2 separate regions of the Cyprinus carpio genome follow, and region 2 is linked to region 1. Evidence: chromatin contacts called from public Hi-C data. All regions are on one chromosome and are shown on one strand. Each heading gives the region's core, a stretch centred on a gene start, on an enhancer-like site or on the middle of the called end of the contact. The rest is flanking DNA. Distances are from core to core; before and after follow the strand shown. Region 1 holds the start of npy (pro-neuropeptide Y). Region 2 overlaps LOC109060115 (insulin-like growth factor 2 mRNA-binding protein 3).

Evidence for each region. A called contact is a pair of places that touch in the nucleus more often than the background predicts.
Region 2: a contact with region 1 is called in a Hi-C map of red blood cells, with 4 times the contacts expected there. The contact joins the enhancer-like site here to the promoter of npy in region 1. A contact is called at or near these places in 2 of 8 Hi-C or Micro-C datasets (red blood cells and skeletal muscle).

The regions. Positions count from the first base shown.
Region 1 is chrA19:12,869,216-12,873,106 of ASM1834038v1, forward strand. npy (pro-neuropeptide Y) reads right to left here and starts at 1,886. Exons shown (of 4, transcript XM_019063564.2): 1 at 1,734-1,886; 2 at 1,230-1,417; 3 at 256-333; 4 at 1-77. The coding sequence starts at 1,417. The coding sequence ends at 53.
Region 2 is chrA19:12,910,506-12,914,163 of ASM1834038v1, forward strand. LOC109060115 (insulin-like growth factor 2 mRNA-binding protein 3) reads left to right here. Exons shown (of 16, transcript XM_042776610.1): 4 at 3,125-3,176; 5 at 3,279-3,342. Among protein-coding and RNA genes, the nearest start is that of LOC109060115, 13 kb to the left of the region's middle. Within about 2 kb of position 1,961, at least 4 of the 8 cell types and tissues checked have an H3K27ac peak or open chromatin away from gene starts, as enhancers often do.

The DNA.
Region 1 (3,891 bases), core at 636-3,135:
ATAGTTAACAGGATGACACATGGACATAACTGGATTAACACAGTTGCTGGGATCACCACACCAAATGGTCCTCATATCTGTGAATAAACAGCCACAAATTCTTATTAAGCAAAAACGTAAGCAGTGTTCATCCGTCACAATTTCATGTTTTCATTGTTCACAGCAAAGAATTTTGAGTTGAACACTATGATTATTTATAATATTGCCATAAAAGAATCAATTATGAGCTACCTAAAGTCCGTTTATAAATCTTACCTTGTCTGGGGGTGGGACTCTGTTTCACCAATCAGAAGGTCTGAAATTAAGGTGTCAGCGCTGGACCTTTTGCCATACCTGTCAAACAGAACAAAGAAGCAAAAATCACACCAGTTTAAGAATTATACAGTACTTGTAAGTGGAGTCAACATTTGCAAAATAATTCTGAATATTTAGTTTCATGTCGCGCACCTGGAGTCGTCTATTGGCGCTCCATCAAACGTTTGACACCAGCCTACTTAAATATTTAGCGACTTTTGTTCCCGACTTCAGTTTGCCGTATTGTAAGCAGTACGACTCTAACTGAAACTCTGAAAACTGTGCTGAAACATGTCATTATTCATAGGCTACTATTGTAAACCAAACGACATGTATCCCCCTCCCTCCCTCTCACGTAAATCCCAATTTCAGTTTTCACTTGTTTCTCACAACTCCAAGACGAGTCTTAATTTCCAGCTCACTTGTTCTCCCCATTTTCTAGTCCGAAGTCTAAAAAAAAGTTTTAGTTAACTTATTCGGAGGAATTTTAGCTTGTACCCAAAAGACCTTTAAAGAAACAAGGCTGTATTTCGTCTCGTTAATGGCATTCAACAATGAATTTTGTAAGTAAAAAACACATCCTGCTGTTTTAACTCAACAAAGAACACACATTTAATACGCTGCAGTTAATTAGACAGTCAGCGGGGGTTTATCTGTGGATTAGTAGTTCTTTTGAAAAGAAAGAAACAGGACTATGTTATAGTTCTCCAGCCTCTAGTGGTTTCGATGTGGAGGGGCCGTTTTAGTGTTTTTAAACCACTAAATCTGTAGAAATACAAATTAACTTCAGTCGATAACAGAATGAGAGGAAAATGTGTTTTGAGATTTTGAGAACAGAGAAAAACAGACATGAGAGACAGAAACAACTTGAGGAAGAATTTGTGAACATTTCTGTCCAGTTCTTTTGATGAGTATATTATATACAGTGAACTCACCTCTGCCTTGTTATGAGGTTGATGTAGTGTCTTAGTGCAGAATAATACTTGGCGAGCTCCTCCGCAGGTGCGTCCTCTCCAGGGTTGTCGGGTTTTGTCGGATACCCGTCCGTTAGAGTTCCCAAGCAGGCGAACAAGAGGAAGGCGCATGCTGCCCAGCCGATCCACATTTTCATGTTTGGATGCATCTGAGATAAAACAATGCAAAACTGTTTGCGCTAACACATAATATAATGTCCGTAAAAGTAACTCATAGCCCTATAAAAACAAATCTTAACACGTTAACAATCTTAAAACGTTTGAGCTGGATTGTGATTTGCATAAAATTACAAATGATAGGGTTTCTGTCATCATAAAACTTTTAAGTTTGTCATCTAATAATGCTAATAGATTTAATAGTGATACCGGCACATTTCATTACTTTCTAAAGAGAATAAACCTTCAAATAAAATTAAGCTTAAAAAGTTTCAAAATGTGAAAGTCTAATAAAAATGGTACACTTACACTCCCTTGAATGAGGTCTTGATTGAACTTCTTGCTCAGTGGGTGTTGAATCCTCCAATTTTCTGCATTCTAAGTCGTGCGTCTCCTGGTTTTATACCTGTGCAGCTCGTGCCATAAAGAGCAGAGCCCACGCGCAACTTGCGCGCGACTCTTTTGATGCGCGCGAGCCTGCGTCACGGATTAATCCTCTGTCATCAGTGCTTTAAAAACGCGTTGTTTGGTCCTCATTTGAATGTGTGGGAGGTTCTAGGGACGATATTTTGCACTAAACACAAGAGGAACTAAGAGTCAATGATCTGAGACTGTCAATTTTGGTTCCACCTTTTAAACTTCTTAGGTTGTTGTGATTCCTATTTATTTAAAATACCATCCTAATATCTATCTACAGATATGCTGATCCTGATAAGCAAAGTTTCATTTGCCAGATCGCTTATGAACTCTTTACTCTATCATCTATCCCAGAAAGTATAAGGAACAAAGAACCATTTTATGATCGTCATGCTATTGCATATTAATCATAGCCTATAATGCCAAAGCTTTATTGCTCTGTCATAACTCAGTTCACATTTATGTGAACATACTGACACATTTGTCTAATGTTTCTCCTAAAATTCGTTGCAATGAAAAATAGACATAAACGAGACAAGTGTCAACATATAATACCCTATTAACCATAAATTTATCAAAAGCATAAAGTAAAATGTACATCACCAAAAAACTATACAATGATATGTCTTTCTGGAGTCAGATGAAATGAATGATAAAAAATACATTGAAATGGAGAGTAAAGCATTTGAATTAATCAGGCATGACACAAAACTTTAGTTTTAGCATTAGTTTTGCCAGAAAACCTTTGTCCATTTTGCTCAAACCATAAGATAAAAGAGTTAAGGATGCACGATAAGGAAGAATAAGAGATTTTGGTGATGGAGAAATTATGTGTGTATGTACATGTGCTCTGCTGAGAACTTTGTATGGATAATTTGTCAGTATAACTAAAGTCATTCCAGACAGCTGCTTATCCAAGCATCAAGTGCCAAATCATTTGCTGTCTTGTTGAAAAATATTTTCACTGTAACCTGTCTAATCCTCTTTGCTTCTGTTTATCTGAGTACATCTGAGTATGTTCATCACAGTAAGAAACACAATCCTTCACTTCTTCAAAGGAAAACTGTCTTCACGAAAATGACAATAGTGATAATATGTTCTTGGTGTTGTAGAATGAGGCTGAGGGCCGGAAGCTCCTCCTTTGTTATCATCAACTGTAGATAATTACATGCACAATCAATTTTTAGTTGTTGTTACATGGGGAAGTTTGTCCTATTTTATCCCTTTCACTTTCTTGGTCTTTTTCGATCTGTCTTTGCCAATCTGTCGTTCATACTTAGCTGATGAACAGTATATAGAGCTCTGAAAGGAAGCACCTCAAGAATTCCTCTCCAGAATTCACCAATTTATCTCCATTTATTGCTGCACATCTGCTTCCACTCACGCAGACTTCCATTACTTTTACTAACACTTACAGGGTGCAGTTTTTACTTTTTCTCTCTCTTTTTTTACTAGTATATGTACACACATCAAAACAAGAAAAAAAGTAAATTTTCTCCCCAAAAAGACATCATATTAGTACCTTAAGGTACTTCCTTGCATTAAAATATATTCCACCCATGTTTCCTGCACTTTTTTTCCACAAAATACTACAGTATGCTTTGAAAACATAACAGCGTAGTCTATTGATAACAGAATAAAATGTCCTGTCTGCCTTATTATTTTGAGTTAACTGCATGATAATAGCCTGAAACATGCATTTTGAGTTTGCAGTTTAAATCTGCTGTTAAAAAATAGAGTTAAAAGAAGTAGCATTTAAATGGCCGAAGTATGTCAGAACAAATTTCCTAGAAAATAATGTGCCTGTGATTATTGTGTTTCATAAGCTTATTCAACCATAGGAAAAAAATATTCTTTAACTAAAATGATAAGCGTGTGTACGTTTGTGTACATTTTAAGAAGCAATCTTTTCAAGAAAATAAAGGACTGAAGCGAACCACAGAAATACTGGTGCTGTGGTGCCATCTGTCACCTCCAGATCTTTGCCTTCAGGCTTGTGCAAAGCCAGAGGGTCAGAGTCACAGGTCAGACACAAAGCTGAGGTATAACT
Region 2 (3,658 bases), core at 711-3,210, 41 kb after region 1:
TATTTGATACATATGATAATATGGTTCCTAAATTTTATTCAGAGGTCCAAAACTGCAAAAATATGCAGTTTGGTGCGGTTGCTGATATTTATGACCAAAAAGTAAGGTTACATTCTGATAGTTATATATTATATTATATTATATATATATATCGTATAGCAAACTACTTGCGTGAATTTTATATAAATCAGTTTTCATGCTATATCTCACAATATACGTCTTGAGATAATATTTAAATGCTTGGTTTTATCAAAGGTCTGTAGTATTTGTGGGAGGGCAAACATATAATGCAGTGCAATACAGTGATGATTAAGTGATGTACAAATAAACGTTCCTCAAAAGCCTGATGTATAATTAAATTTTAACAATTTTAGTTTTTTCTAATATGGATAATCAAGTAAACCTGCTTCAGTCCTGTAGATGCTCATCTTGAAATGTTACTAACAATATGAATTTTTCTTTTTACGTTTACTTTATAAAAGCCTGTAGAAGATTTCACAGCAAAAACGTACCATGGCAGGAATACTTAAGTAAAAGGCCTTTTATTATAATTCTATCAATCAGATGACAGAAGGCACATAGTAGATCATTAAAATTCAGCGATACATGGTTGCATCAGGTGCAGACTGGGAAGAGAACTGTTGTAGTCCACTCCCTCCCCCCGTTCTTGACAAAGCAATCAGCCATTAATTCCCCATGTAGTAGCTTATGTAGCACTTCAAGATTTGTAGTAAAAAACTGGGTTAGGGTTTTAATTATTTTCCTAACCCTAACCTATGACTGTGTTAGAACAAAATCGGAGTCTTTTAAAGTCTTCTGAAAATCTGAAACAGTTTCTAAAAAGCCATTGGTAATTCCAGAGGGAACCTGTGGTGACTTAACCTTCCATTTTGGTATATGAAAAATATTTTTTCAAAAGGTCATAAAGGCTCACTTTTTATTTATTTTAATCTGTAGTCTATTTGTAAAAGCAAAAGCTAGACATGAAGAAAGCATTATTTTAGCATATATTACGGTTTCTAAAGTTTGGGGACAGTACTTCTTTTTTTTTTAATTTTTTTTTTTTTTAAGCTCACATGCTCACCAAGGCTGCTTTTTATTTGAACAAAATACATTGAAAACCTGTAATATTTTGGTGAATTATTGCAATTTAACTCCTTTTTATGTTATAATATATTTTATGTGATTTATTCCTGTGTTGGCAAACTTATTTTCAGCAGCCATTATTTCAGTCTTCATTGTCACAGAAGTCATTCTAATATGCTGATTTGGTGCTGTTTTTAGATGCACATTCAGTTAAACTGTTAAACACTTCTTAAAGTACTAAATTATGCTAAATGTCACGAGGGCTTTAGTTAGACGTGTTGAATTTAAGATTATGTGTAACAGTTTCATTTCCCATGGATTTACAAGTAAACATGGCTAAATTTATAGCACAATTTTCCTTCTCTTATTTCAGCTCAAAATGAATCCGCAGTCACATGATGTCAGGCTGCGAAAATGTCAAGTACCTACTCGAGCGAGATTTAGTTATTTAATCTCTCCCTTTGTTTTTCTTTGAGTTTGACCTGCCACTTGTGTTCAGATAGAAGGTATTTGTGTTTTTATTGTCTTGTTTCTGTGGGCACATATTGAGATCTTGAAGTGTGTGTGTGTGTGTTATCTGTTATGATGTAGATTTGGGGATATGCGTTTTGCTTTGTGACTAGGCTCAGGTGAGCTTAGTCGGCTGGATTTTAGCCTGCTGCCCCATCTGGCTTCAGGCCTATTACGTGTGTGGACGCCCAGAATGTGTAGATCAACCCCACTTCCCCTTCTTCTCCACACTGCATGGTGTCTGAAAGCCAACACCCCCTTCCTCTTTCACCCGATTGAAGGAAGCCTGGTCTTATTGGCCTGGACTCAATGATTGACTGGTCATGTAGCCAATGGCTGGAAGTGCCCAATGGCTGCTGGGAATTCCATAGTAATGCACACGCTAACCAATAGGATGGCTTGGAATGGAGAAGGGAAGTGGTGGCGGTTAGGGGGGTTGTGGGCATTAGTATGTGTGACGTATAGGGGGCTGGTGTGTGTTTAAGCCTGTAGGTTTCCTTTTGCCCTTATTCAATGTTCGCCTGCACGCCTCCTCTAAGGCAGGAGTGGCAGAAGCGAAGAACTGCAGAGAATGAGGTGTAAAACAGTGCTTTCTTGAATTCTTCACTTATTTGAGTATGAGATTCCAAATGCTTAGGTTGCTATTGAGTTAAAATTTTTGGTCAAGATCCAAATCAGCAAGAGCAAACTGTTTAAAGTTGGCATGAAATGAAAATTCACCATATTTATTTTCTAAATGCGTTATGTGTGATTAATCGGTCCACATACAGGACTTCTTTAGTCACTTAGTCTGCTTTAAACCTGCTCCTGCAAGAACATGTTCGCCTACGTTCATATTTGAGTGCAACGCCAACACCTCAACCCAATTGTCAATCAGTTTTTCGGCAAGCCGCTACACTTTGATGTGCATCACAGTAAATTTGTCCTTTGTCTCAAACATCTGGCTATTGCCCAAAAACTGGACAATACTGATGGGAAAAAATATAGTGTTTGGAAGTCACGCTTTGTTTCTATGCTATTGGTGAACTATGCTTTTAAATCATTGGGCCTCAATCATGAAATGTTCATTAAAAACAACTCTTGTATAAGCTGTTGCGTAGAATTAACAAATTATGCAAGAATAGAATTTTGATTATTTAGAATTCATAAATGAGGCCCATGAAATATCGCTACTTGCGTTTCATCACAACTTTGTGACCAAAAAATGTATATTATTGTCTCTTACTCTCATCCGTTTCAAACCTGTATGGCTTTCTTCTGTGCAACCCAAAAGCTAACATTTTGAAAAAAACACTGATTTTCATTTTATGAACAGAAAAAAATGCTTCCACAAAAGAAAGTCAATTTGAAACAACATTACGTTGTGTAAATGATTTTTGGATGAACTGTGGCTTTAATACTTAACTATTCAACCTTTTTCACAGCATTATGGGTGTGTGGGTTTTTTTTTTTTTTTTTTGTAATACCACCTTGACCACAATTTGTAGTCTCTTACAACATTAGTCTGAAAGTGTCTCTTCACCTACAGGTTTTAGACGGGATGTTAGCACAGTACGGCACAGTGGAGAGCTGTGAACAAGGTAGGGTGTGCTCTTCAGCAGATTGTCACTTTAGTAATCCATATATTAAAAGATTAGTTAATCTCTCCCCCTCTGTCTTCCTCCTTTCTCTTCCATCTTCAGTCAACACTGATACGGAGACCGCTGTTGTTAACGTGCGATATGCCGCTAAGGACCAAGCCAGAGAGTGAGTATCATCCGCCTCGGATTCGGCCGGCGCAGTCACCACCCCACCCCCTCCAGAGCGTCTCTGTCCCACATCTCGCAGTGAAATGTGAGACTGTCAGTTCCACATGCACTGCTATTTGGGTTTATTCAGCAATTATAATAACTCATTCAGTGCCACCTACTGTTTGATTAGTAGAACTGCAGAGTGGTCACAGGGGTTGGTAAAGAAGCCTCTTTTAAATGAACGGAAAGACTTGGATAAAAGAGTCTGACTCAGTTGTTTGTGCACAATAGGGAGTTCCTGTTACCATTCGCAAGTGGATGTCAGTGAAAGA